Regions from separate parts of the Mus musculus genome. Here region 2 is linked to region 1. The links are chromatin contacts, called in public HiChIP or PLAC-seq maps. All regions are on one chromosome and are shown on one strand. Each heading gives the region's core, a stretch centred on a gene start, on an enhancer-like site or on the middle of the called end of the contact. The rest is flanking DNA. Distances are from core to core; before and after follow the strand shown. Region 1 overlaps 5430403N17Rik (RIKEN cDNA 5430403N17 gene). Region 2 overlaps Prag1 (PEAK1 related kinase activating pseudokinase 1).

Region 1 (6,317 bases), core at 1,672-4,171:
TCTTGCCGTTTCTTCTGGACTGAGCAGCCATTGTTGGTTTCTGAGTGGTGATTGCCATGTGGACTGGACTGCAGCTGCTCGCTGCTGGTTCAAGTTGGTCTTTTGCTAGTGGACTGGACAACTGACAATTGCTGTGCTTTATAAAAAGAAAAAGAAAAGAAGGATATGTTTGGTTGGGGGCGCAATGTGGTGTAGGGGAAGGGGGTGCCTCTGCAGACCCGTGCTGAGGCATTCCTACCCCCTGAGGGACCAGCCACAGGACAATATAGAATAGAACTTATTCAGGGAGAGGAGTTGAGAGAAAGGCAGAGACAGACAGAGAGACAGACAGACACAGAGACAGAACCACATGGAGAGAGGGGGAAGGGAATGGAGAGAGAAGGTGAGAAACAAGAGCAAGAGCCAGCACAAGAGAGCGAGGAGGGGACAAGCAGTCCCTTTTATGAGTCAGGCACATCTGGCTGTTGCCAGGTAACTGTGGGGCGGAGCCTAGATGAAATGCCAACAACAATGAAGATAGAAATGGCTCCAAAGAATTATTTCTAAACAGGTCCACAATCCCTGTTTCCAATTCACCTCTCTCTTCCACTACCTCTGGTGGGTGGTGGGTTTAAAAGGGAGATTAAAGAATTTGAGAACCCTTACTAAAGTAGGTTTTGAAAAACATAAGCCTACATGCACATTCTTTCTAATAGGGTTCACCTAATTATCTGATCACTTATTCAAAAATGTATCAAAGGGCTGGACATAGGCCATTCAGTAAAGTGGCTGCTGTGTAGGGGTGAGACCCTGCATTCAGACCTCCAGCAATCATGTAAAAGCGGGCATTGGCTACAGTGCATTTGTAACCCCAGAACCAGGGGGAAGCAAAGGTGGGCGGATCCCTCTGGCTCCTGGGCCAGCAAGCCTAGATGGATGGAGGATATCCAGTTTCAGTGAGAAACCCTGACTCAAAAAACAAGGTGGGGAGCGACCACGGAAGAAACCCAGCATCCAGCTCTGGCTTCCATATGCACACACATGTGAACACGTACATACACCACATAAATAAGCAAATAAACGCTATGCCAGAAAACTCATAAAATCATAAATGAGCATGTCGACTTTTACTGAGGAGCTGGGGGCAGAAGGACAAGAGATGAATTAGATCATGATTTTCAACCTGTGGGTCGAGACTCCTTTGGCAAACTTCCGTCTTCAAAAAATATTCGATTCACACAGAAGCGAAATTAAAGTTATAATGTATCCATGAAAATAATTTTACGGTTGGGGGTTTACCATAACCTGAGGTACTGTATTAAAGGGTGTCAGCAGTTGAGAACTGGCTTAGATGAAGAGGCAATTAATTGGCTCACAGGACAGCTCAGAATCTGAGTCTCTTGAGCATACTGGACCCCCAATTCTCTTGCATAAAATGTCACCAACACTATCTTCCCACTTAGAATTGCCAAAGCAAAGCCAGAATCTGGAGAGTCCGGTCCCCAACTCGGCTACTTGCCAACCAGGTTAGTCTGGTAAATGTCATCTCTATAAGTAAAAAGCCATTACCACCCAAACATCGGGTCTTAGTTCACAGTGTTTCCCTACAGGGTTTGTTGTGCTTCTCAATAGTAAGGGATCAGCATGAGGAGCTAAGGAAAAAAAAAAATCAAATGTTGACTACAGAATTCATTGAAGGCTGAGGCTGTAGCTCATTGACACAACGCCAACCCAGCATACGCAAAGCCATGGGTTCCGTGCCCAGGTCCCTCCACAAGAGGGACTACGTTGAGTATCATTATTAGTAGATATCACATGTAACTAACTCCCAAATCCCCACTACAACAGTCCGCAGGTGGGGCTCCTCTCAGCCAGCTGTGTCACAGCACCAAGGTCTCGGGTGATTCATGGTTTTATTGGTGTTCATGGTCCTCCTAGGAGACTACCCATCTTCCTGGCTGCCAGCCCCCCCTCACTGAAGAAGGTGGTTTTATTTCACATTGTGCCTGCAGAGATGTCACCGGCCATGCCTAATTGAGTCCCACGTGCCCTTTATATTTAAGTTCCATCATTAGTTCACAGACAATAAAAGAGAAGAAAGCGCTGTAATAAGACCGAGGTAGAGGTGGTAGTTTTGACAGTTGGATGGAGAAGTCACCTCAGTATAACCAGAGTCAGTGGGTATCCATACAACCCGAGATTCTGTCATTCTAACAAATGGCCCGGGCATTGCTAGGGTGCCCTTGCCTGGACTAACAAAGCTGTAAAATACTTGATTTGTTTTTTGTGAGGCCGCTATGTAATAGTAAACCTTTTTCTCAGAAAGACTATTCATTTCACACATAACAATCAGGACGGTACGAGCTCTGGGTCCCTCGCCTACCTGAACACACTGTAAGTTTTCCTGTCAGTGCGAACCCTCCAAGATGATCTTGCTGAAGACATTTTACACGGCCATTAAACCCGACATGTGGGGTAGAAACAAAACTCAAAATCCTGAGGAAGAAATGACAATGACAGTAGCTGTGGACAAGTTTGCGCACGCAGGCATTGACAAGTGAGCCGCGCGCGTGCCTTAGGGTCACATGCATGCCGGGAGGGTAGATGGGGGCGAGGGGTGGGGGTGTGGTGGACAAAAACTGTAAAATGCTCAAGATTAGAGGGTGGATTCCAATTTTAGATCAGGCATGTGAAGAGGTAATTTAGAGGTAATTTAGCATTTTCGAATCAATGCTAAATGCAAAGTCATTCCGTCTTTCTGATTCCTGGGCTTCCTCCTTTCCTGCTTCGTTCTCAACTTGAAGTATCAGGGACCGATTGTACCGCTGGAAGGTGGGGAACTGGCTTTGGGTTTTAGGCAGTGAATTACGTGCCCCACCCTGCTCTCTCCAGATTCCTGCCTGAGTCATCCCTACAGCTCTCACCTCCCAGCTCCTTGGAGGTTCTCTGCCCTGAGGATGCCAGTCACTTTCCAGTCAGGCCACTTAATCAGCTTTCTCAGAAGCCCCAGTGTTATAATTCTTCCTGGATTCTTCCCTGGCATGGCAGTGTCTTCCTTGCAAAGTGGGTGTCCTGCTGGGATGCTTGTTGCTTTAGTAATGTGCTAAGCCTGGCACATGGTGGTCGTCTGGAGAATGTCTACAGAGTGCTCTGCAGTGATAAGCCACCCCTGGAATCCTCCAGTGAGAGAGGATGTCTGGTTTTGAGGAGACAGAATTGCACCATTGCATCACACAGCTGGGGGAAGGGAAGGTGGCCGAGCAGTTCCCACTAGTTATACCAGGAGGTTTTCTCACCGTGGGCCACATGATCACCATTTGACCTGGAACACGGTGTCATTGGAAAGAGGAGACAGGATAAATAAACATACAAAGAATTTAAACCACAGTTCCCAAAATATTTTCTGGGCAGAAACATTTCATTTTCCAGGGTTCCCTCCCTCCTCCCAATTGTTTTATTGTACTAAAACAGAGAGATAACATTTATTATTGAAACCATTTTTAAATAAACGGTTCAGTGATGCTAAAAATATTCATAATGTTGTGTAACCACGGTGGCTACCCACCTTCATAAGGTTTCTCATCTGATAAAACTGATGTTCAAACGCCACTAATAATAACCCCCTGGTTTCCTCTTCCATCCCTGGTGAACATCTTTACACTGTCTGTGTAATTGTCTTCCCCAATAGAAAAAAAAGGTTTTAATTTGGAGATCTGTACCACTGAACATTTATTAGAAGTTGGGAGATTGACATGAAATAATTGTTCCTACTTAATCTGGTGCAGTGTGACATTTTAGCATTTTTGGCATGCATTGAATAAACACTGATCTAATCAAGGTAATTAATACCTCCCTGTCCTTATCATTTATTTATCTTTGGAAACCTGGAGCTCCTCCTTCTAGGGATTTTAGTATGCACCCCCTCCATGACTCTGCCTGTCCTGTTAGACAAGCACACACCTGCTTTTATCTCAATGGTTCTCAGCCTTCCTAATGCTATGACCCTTAAATACACTTCTTCATATTATCGTGATCCCCAACCATAAAATCATTTTTGTTGCTGTATCATAACTGTAATTTTGCTACTGTTATGAGTCCTAATGCAAATGTTTTTGAAGATAGAGGTTTGCCACAGGGGTCTCGACCCACAGGTTGAGAACTACTCTTTTATCTCTTCCTGAGCTCTGTCGTAAAACTTGGACAGAAAGCATTCAAACAATTCTGGGGTCAGATGCCTTATAGAGTCTCTTTGCTGTATAAACTTGGGTCATCATCATCACTGTGAATCTTAATGAGGCTAACATTTATAGCTAGCGATCCCCTATCTGGCTACAGCTGTTTCCCTAGAATATTTTAAGAAATATGCTGTTCTGTTTCAGTGTGTTCCACGACGTCTACACATGTACTAGATGGCTATGACTCCTCCCACATTGCATATGGGTGTCACACTTTTTGACATTTGTCCCACTTGGGAATTGTTTCGTGGTGACTTTAGCTTGCTAGTGGATGACTATGAAACAGTTTCTTCCAGCTTACCAAGTAGAGCAGGTTGGTTTGTGTTTTGTGTCCCTGTTGAATGATTCTTGTGGAGATGAATAATGGGAAAATATAGCAAGATGAGAGCAAGTCAACTGGACAAAGAAAGGGATTAGATGTGACGAAGCATTTGCAATTCTGCACATACGGGTTATAGGGTTCAATGAGGTTGAAGAATTGATGTAGGTTGGTTTGAAACTTTAAGACATTGTTGGATTGTTGGACTACTACATTAGAGATTCAGAGGAAGAAGAGAAACCCAATAAAAAGCTTTGTTAGAAAATACAGAGTAGCCTGGCAGTTGTGGCTGTTCCTTTACAAACCTGTCTATCCCCCCACCCCCACCCCAAGAGAAAAGAAAAAAAAAGGGAAAGGAAAGAAAATACATTGAGTTATAATTAAACCTTTTGAATAGCATTTGCATAGATATGAAGTACCCAAGCTGACTAGCTGACTCCCCTTCCTTCCTCCCTCCCCCCAACCCCCTCCCTCCCTCCCTTCTTATTTTTTTAAGTTTTGCTATATGACCCAAGCTAGCATTTAACTTTTACTGCTCCTGTCTTAGCTCCTTCCTCACTGGAATCACAGGTGTAGATCACCGTCCCTAGCTCTGGACCGTCTTTTCTAACACGTGGTTCCAGGTAGGATGAATGACACTAGACTTATTTTAGTCATCTAAAACATTTTCTGTAGTGTATTTATTTAAAATATTTTAGAATAAATAATAGGGTAAAATCTAATGTTTAATACTTGAATACTTAAAATATCATTTCATTTATTGCATTTAATATGTTAATTAAGTACATTAGATTTTGCAATGTGACAAATTGCTACAGACATAGATACTTAGGCATCACCATTGCTCATGTACGGTTCTGTAAGTCGGAAGTCCAGGCAAGGCCCAGCTGGTTCTTGAGCTTGGCCTTAAATGAATTTGAGTCAAGATGGCAGCCAGAGCTGACTTTTGTGAGATTCAGCGAGTCTGTCTAGCTTCAAATTTCTCTAACATAACTTAAAGCGTTCATCTGATTACGTCAGGTTCATCTAGAATAGTCTTTCTATTGATTAACTTAAGGTTAACTCAGTAGGACTCTTAATTGCATCTTCAAATTCTCCTCTGCCATAAAAAAAAAAATCATAATGTGATATGGCATCATAGTCACAAATCTTGCTCACACTCAGGGAGAGATGACTACGCAGCACTCTACCCAAGGGGCAGAATTTGGGCCTGTGGTAGAGTTCTATCTATCTCCCAGATGAAGTAAACATATATTTAGCAATTTGAGATCTCTGTGAGGTAAAATATCAGAAGGCAAGTCAAGACAGGACACCAAAATAAACCTAGCAACTCCAAGCAAGAAGAAGGCTCAGAGTAGGATAATTAAAAGCCAAGGGTGTAAGTCACAATGTAGCGCTGTACAGGGCTCTCAGGTATAGTGTTGTGAGGTTTATCTTCCTGGAGCAATATTTGGTCTGGGGTAGATTATTTACCCCTACTGAGTAATGTATTCTATGGGTATTATTTGTACTGTGCCCCCTGAAATTTTTGATTTTTTTTTCCAGATAGACTAGTTGGGAGTGGAGATAGCCTTCTTGATTCCTGATGAGCAATGGCTGCTGTTATCTAACCTAATCCTCTCAGAGCTTGTGCAGAATCCTCACATGCTTGAAGACTCATCTGGTGCACGGGAACTCTTCACATCTCCATGGTCCTGTCTGCGCACCCGTCTCTTCTCTGAGTGTCTTTTTCCAGAAACTGCCTGGTCTTTTAGACTCTCATTTCCATTTCCGTGTCGTAGGGA
Region 2 (6,365 bases), core at 881-3,380, 270 kb after region 1:
CAGAGGACCCTTGTGGCTGCCTTGAAATATACACATCTAAAGCTGAGGAGGGTGGGACAGGCCTGCAGTCCTCGCCCTTGGGAAGAGGAGGCAGGAGCATCAGGACTGCTAAGGAATCTGCAGCAATGCGGTAATCGGGGCCAGCCTAGTCTACTAGAGTCCCGGACTCAAAACAACCACAAAATAACAAATAAAAACAGACTTCATGTCATATTAAGATCATTTCCATCTTTTACTTAGCAGAGTAATTCAAAAGAAAGAGGTTAGAATTTTCTGTTTAATGGAAGCCACCAGCATCAGCAACAGAACAGAGCAGAGAGCTCTAACCATGCCCTGGACATAGAGCCTCACCCAATACAAGAGCCAGAACGTCACCATTTTATAGCTAGGAAGTCAGAGTCAGAGGAATGTAACCAAATACTATGGCTTTAATAGGCTTGATTTTCCCCACAATAATGCCAGTAAATTAAAAAAAATACATACATGTGTGGGTGGGTGGGGGTCTGCTTACATACATGCTCTGCCAATCTCTTTATATACATGTTCTGCCACCCATTTGATAGCTATTTGCTATAAACTAAGCACTGGGTACAATGTCAGATGCTGAAGATCCAGAATAACTGCCCAGTCCCTTTCTTCACAGGGCACATGGCTAGTTCCACACATGCAATAGGGGCTGTGGGGAAAGTAAGCGAGGAAGGGGGTGGGGATGGATAGGAAGGCCTGTCAAGGAGAGACGGGAAGATTAGACTGCAGTTAGAGTGACTGACAGTCTGACCTCCAGCCAGCACTGGCTCCACTCTTGGACAATCTCCAATCAAAAATACGACAAAAAGAGGTTGTTTTCAAAGAGATCTGCAAAACGTACTCACAACTGTCTACCTGAATTTAATGTGTGTTTTATTAGACAGGCTTATTAGATCTCTAGGTTTGAATCCATAGGTTCAGTCCAATACATTATATAAGTAACTTGTCCCAGCATAGCATATGCTCCCAGCCCGTCAAGAACTGAGTTGGGGATTCTGTCCCAGAAGTTGCTAAGGCAGAGAGGTTTGTTCCAGAGGAAAATATACTGTTTCAATACCTCCAGTATCCCAGGCTACCCTGCCAGCAAAGAAGTACCATCTTAATCGGTTTTCTTTAAACGCTCCGATTAATGTATTTCATTACAGTTGTGTACCATTTAAGGTCTGACGTCAGTAAGCTCATCCGTACCCATGATTAAAGAGCAAACAATGTATAGAGGTCTGCAGCCAGGAGCCTCTCTCCTGACACCTCGTCTTGTGTTCACTGCCACTTTGAACATTTTTTCCCCCTGTCATTAAGAATCAAAGTGATAAAATTCAGTTGTCTACACTTTTGTACTTGAAGTCTTTCAAGTCAGAACCGTTAGCATACCTCTGTTTTTAAAGCTGCTCTCTCTATTTTTTTTCATTGTTAGCCACCAGTTAAATCTTTCTCTTGCCGGTGTATAATTAGGCTGTTTTGTTAGAAAATTAAAGAGGGATCCTGAGACACACATGGGGGAGATTTGGTTTACATATCTTATCTATGAGACGAATTCTTAAAAGAAGTAAAATCGGTGCACTAAAATTTGGATGCATTTTAAGTAATCATCAATTTGTCCTCTTTAAAAAAAAACAAAAAACAAAAAAGCAAAAAAACCTGCCAGCTTGCTCTTCTACCAACAGCACATGAAAAGTGATTTGAATGAGGTTTTGGTTTAACTACCTAAGAAGAAAATGCTCACTGGTGTGTGTCCCAGCACCGGGTTGAAAGATCCCAATCTCAGAGGCCCAGCTGGGCTGTTGGCTGGCAGAGGAGGCCCCAGGGACCTGTCTTTCAAACTGAGAACCTGCATCTTTCCCTCCACGCAAACCACACCGTGGCCTTGATTGTTGCTTTCCGGGATGATCGAGTGGTCTGGAGAGACTCCTCAACAATGCCACATCTTCTATCCGGCTGCAAAATGCTAATAGCATGCTTCCACTTCAAGCCACATTTATCTTCCTGGAAAAGCAAGGCATCCTTTAAAAAAAAAAAAAAGAGTAGTCCCGCCCAGCCTCTTTCTTTTTCCATGTGATTCTGAGCTGCTCCAGATTCTGGAATCAAAAGAGAAGCCCCACAGCTTCTCCTGAAAAATTGTGCAGCTGGAGAACGCCCGAGCCCCTCGCCTTCCTATCTGTTGGCAGAAACCTCCCAGACTGCCTCTTCCTAAATGGATGGTGCCTACACAGGTGGTTTGGCTGTTCTTTGCTCATCTCTAATGAGAGAATCAAACTTCTCTAGGGTCTGGGTTGAGGATTCTACGTCTGATTTGTTTCTAATGCGTTACACTTAGTAGGTGCTTAAGAAATACTAACCAAAGAGCGGGCAAATCTTTGTGGCCCTTTGCTCAGCTACATTAGGTTGGCAAGTGTCAATCCATAGAATATTGCAAGTTTACACGCGGCGTGCACACACATACGCACGCCTGCACGCGTGCAATGTAATTGGCTTTATAATTGGGGCAGTGGCTAACATAAAGGTGCAGAAGTTGGAGATCTCCGGAGGAACTGTGCCTTCTGTCTTCGTGCTTGCTCCAGCCTGGCTACAGGCAGATAATGGTACACAGAAGAGTGGCTCAAAACAGGGCTGACCACTTCCTCTGTGAGCCCTGCTCTCCCGACTGAAGAGACAGTGGAAGTACCTATTAAACTCCAGCAAGAAGAGAAGACTCTATCATAAGGTAGACCTCGTGCTACCACAATTTGAACCTTTGCCCTCTGTTCTGAGGAGGGAGCAACCTGTTTTCCCCTAACCATTGAAATACAGACTTTGCTTTCTAAATATAAAGATACCAAACTATTACACACTCTCCCATCCTCCCCCCCCCCAGCTTTGTGAGATTCACCCAGCATGATGATGATTTCCTCCAGAGGAGCTTTCTCTTGTCAGAAGTACAGGCACTAAAGGGATGCTGGGTATTTATCTCTGAGTATGCTTTACGTGGGAGTGAAGACTGGAAGGAACACTTGGGAAATGGCATTTGGAACCCTCTGTCTCAGTTCACACACAGCGTTACTCAGCTGGGAATTTAGCTCAATGTTAGAGAGCTTGCCTAGTTCCCACAAAATTTTCCCAGCATCCCCTGCTCTTCATTGTAAGCCAGAATCTGGAGACTTTGGTCCAATACCAGCAGACAGCCAGGATGTGGCAGAACTAGAACTTCGTGTGCCATTGAATTTGAGTCTTTCTGTCCATTGGCCAAAGCCATTCATGGGTTTTTTTTAGGTAGATTTTCCCTGACAGATGGTTTACCTGTGAACTATGAGAGCGTTTCAGTTGTCAGGGCATGTTTGTCTTCTTCTCGGTTTGGTGAGCGCAGCAGACCAAAGCAGCTACCGTGGATAGTGACTTAGGTAATGCAGCATCCAAAAGCTCTTTGCCCAGAGCAGCATTGAAGAAATGGTTCTCCAAGAAAGAATCAAGGACATGTCAGGGTCAGTCCCCTCTCACTCTGGAGTGACAGCTAGAAAAATCAGTTCCATGTAGAAGGTCACATCTTAACATCCATTTCAAAGTAGCATGAGTACATCCATCCTGGAGAGATTATAAGACCCTGAGGTGTCTATAGCTTACTGTAGGGCCTTCTCACCAACTGTGGTTCCCATACCTGCTTGCACAGATAGAGGCATGTGCACATGTGTGCTCATTTGTGTAAAGGTCAGAGAACAACCTCAAGTATCCTCCATGTTTTATTGCTGGTGATGGCTTTAAGGTTTAAGGAACAGTCTCATTGATCTGAAACTGACCAAGTAGCCTAGAAGGGCAAGCCCTCAGAAATCTGCCTGTCTCCCCTCCTCAACACTAATGGTGGAATTGCAAACGTTTCTCTTGACATGGGTTATGGGGCTCAAACTTGGATCTCTTTATCACTTAAGCTATCTCCCCAGGCCCATTTTTCTTTCAAAAATACGAAAATCTTTATGTGTGTATATAATGCCCAGTTGGATACAGGAAGTCTACTCTTGAAGGGAGCTACGTATCACTGATAAGTTTTGTGTGACTTCAGGCTTTCCCCTCTGCTGGGCCAGGAAGTGATTCGGGAACAATTCTGCGGTGCCCCTTGTTAACTGAAGCATCCTAGCACACATTCACACCATCTAAGATGTTAAACATATTTGACCAGCCTACATGCCAATCCTTGGTGCCATACGTGACTCAGAACGCCTAATACTTACCATATTTGCCCAAGCAGCTATAGCATCTAGATCCAGTCAAAACTGTCCACCAATTTAGTTCCTACAGGATTGTCATGGGGGCACAGTACAGGGTAGGGGGGTAGTCTTTCTCTCAGGTGCCTGAACACTGCTTCAGTGCAGGATCTCTAACTGGCATTTTGATACTTCTTGGAGATCAAAGGAATGCGTGTGAGATGGACTTGTTTTTAAAGAGTCCCTCCATTGTTCCTGATTAGACAGTTGACCAGTCTTCAGTGTAGGAACTAGAATTGGAGAGAGGCATGATGGGAACAAGTTAGCCATAGAGATTAAATTACACAAAGGTTTCTGGGATGACTGTCAGACAAAAAGCATGTTCAGAAAGGTTGAAATGGAGAGTTGCTAAAATTATAGATTTTAATGTAGTTTATTCCTGCCCTTTGCCCTCAATCCCTAGTAAAAGCATAAGGGGGCATGTTGGTGACATCCAGAGACTATAGGTGACAGTAAAGGTGAGGACATACTCCGTCAAGCTTAGGAAATCAGAACAAGGCTTATAAAGAACAGACAAGCCAAGACACGGACTGGTTAGCAGATCCACTGGCACCTCGGAAAGAGAGGGAAAGCAACCTTGACTCTGGGCACACTGCCTCTGACCCCAAAGGTACTGGTTTAGGCACGAGCCCAGTCTTCAGACGTCACTCTACCCCCAACCCTCACAGCCATTGCACTAGTGATAATGCATGGGCTGATTTTTGGTACCCGGAAGGCAATGTGATGAGGAAATGGATGTATCTAAAGCACTTGCCTTCTTGTTCCTGAACATAGGGACTCACTAGCAGAGGCCTTCTGGACTTGGGGAGCCTCATAGGCAGGTGGCCTTGCCCCTGACTTTTTTTTAGCCACTGCATGAGGAAACAACAGCCCTCTCTCCACTTCTGCTAGAATATAGAGGAAATGAATCACCTGTAAACTTTGTCCCCATTACCAACCCAGTCCGTGGAAGCAGAGCCACCTCCCTGGGAAGCATGAGAAAGGACACCTGAGGACTAGAGGTTTGTAGAGCTTGCTAAGGTCAGAGTCCAGTATAGTCTCCCTGCCTTGCACTGGCTGGTTCTGGAACACTGTCTGCTCTGATTGTGAGGGGAGAGTTCCTACACATGGAAAGCCTGCTAGTCCCTGCTGCTTTTTATTAACCCAAGCCTCCTGGGAGGAACATAGGTCATTCATTTAGCCTCGCTGCTAGGAACACCCACCACACACACACCCTCACTGAGCATCCCTGCCTTTAGCTAAGCAGGGCCAGGCGGGAAGGGCAGCTACCTTGATCCTGATAAACTAGGAAGCAAGAGCAGAAACCACTGCAGGCTGAAAGAGGGCAAGGAGGACAGTGTGCCACAGCCACCCACCCCCACGTCTACTGTTTATTTGGTTCTCTTTTTTATCTTGAGATAGGGCTTCATTGTAGCCCAAGCTAGCCTTGAACTTGATATGTGGCTGAAGATGGTTTTGAATTTCTGGTCCTTCTGATTTCTAAAATTTCTACATACTTGCCTTTTTCTAACATCACAGAGATATTTGTAAAAGCCCAAAGAACTACGCGCTAACACAAACAGGAACTATATACTACTAACACAGGGAGATTTGGACTAGAGAGATAGTACAATCATTAAAGTGTTTGCCCTGCTGTGCAGGCGTGAAGACATGAGACGCAGAACCCATGTTACACACACACACACACACACACACATGTGTGTGCTGATATCCTCTGTAATTCCTGTTGGAGAAACAGAGATAGGTTTGTCCCTGGAACTTGCTGACCAGCTTACTGGCCTAATGGGTGAACATTCCACCAGTTAAGAGACCCTTTCTGAAAAAGCAGGGTAAATGACACATGAGAAATGGCATTCAGAGTGGACCTTTGGCATCCACATCCATGCACACATGTGTGTCCTTGCACGTACACATACAAACACATCCACACGTCATGGGAAAACAGACATGAAAGATTGGTAGGAAGCATGTTCTTTTACCCTAGTAAATGATGCTTTCTTAAACCTGAATTTTTAAAAAAGTGAACTCGAGCTACGTGAAAAAATGCTCTTACAGCATTTTTCTTGAAGCCTTAGAGTCACCCCAGTGTCTTATCAAGAGATTGGGTAG

The links. HiChIP or PLAC-seq counts read pairs in DNA pulled down with a chosen protein or histone mark.
Region 2: an H3K27ac HiChIP or PLAC-seq map of SST interneurons shows a contact between it and region 1, with 8 times the contacts expected there. The contact joins two enhancer-like sites. A contact is called at or near these places in 3 of 484 Hi-C or Micro-C datasets (embryonic fibroblasts, nephron progenitors and uterus), 18 of 115 datasets of contacts at active chromatin or transcription factors (SST interneurons, T-cell acute lymphoblastic leukemia, astrocytes and 12 more) and 1 of 9 other capture datasets (embryonic stem cells).

The regions. Positions count from the first base shown.
Region 1 is chr8:35,863,005-35,869,321 of GRCm38.p6, forward strand. It overlaps 5430403N17Rik (RIKEN cDNA 5430403N17 gene), which reads right to left. Exons shown (of 3, transcript NR_046181.1): 3 at 1,081-3,301. Among named protein-coding and RNA genes, the nearest start is that of 5430403N17Rik, 17 kb to the right of the region's middle. Within about 2 kb of position 2,922, at least 62 of the 459 cell types and tissues checked have an H3K27ac peak or open chromatin away from gene starts, as enhancers often do. A contact at or near this core is called in SST interneurons, where this site is marked.
Region 2 is chr8:36,132,276-36,138,640 of GRCm38.p6, forward strand. The region is part of intron 4 of Prag1 (PEAK1 related kinase activating pseudokinase 1); the gene reads left to right. Among named protein-coding and RNA genes, the nearest start is that of Gm38414, 21 kb to the right of the region's middle. Within about 2 kb of position 2,131, at least 19 of the 459 cell types and tissues checked have an H3K27ac peak or open chromatin away from gene starts, as enhancers often do. A contact at or near this core is called in SST interneurons, where this site is marked.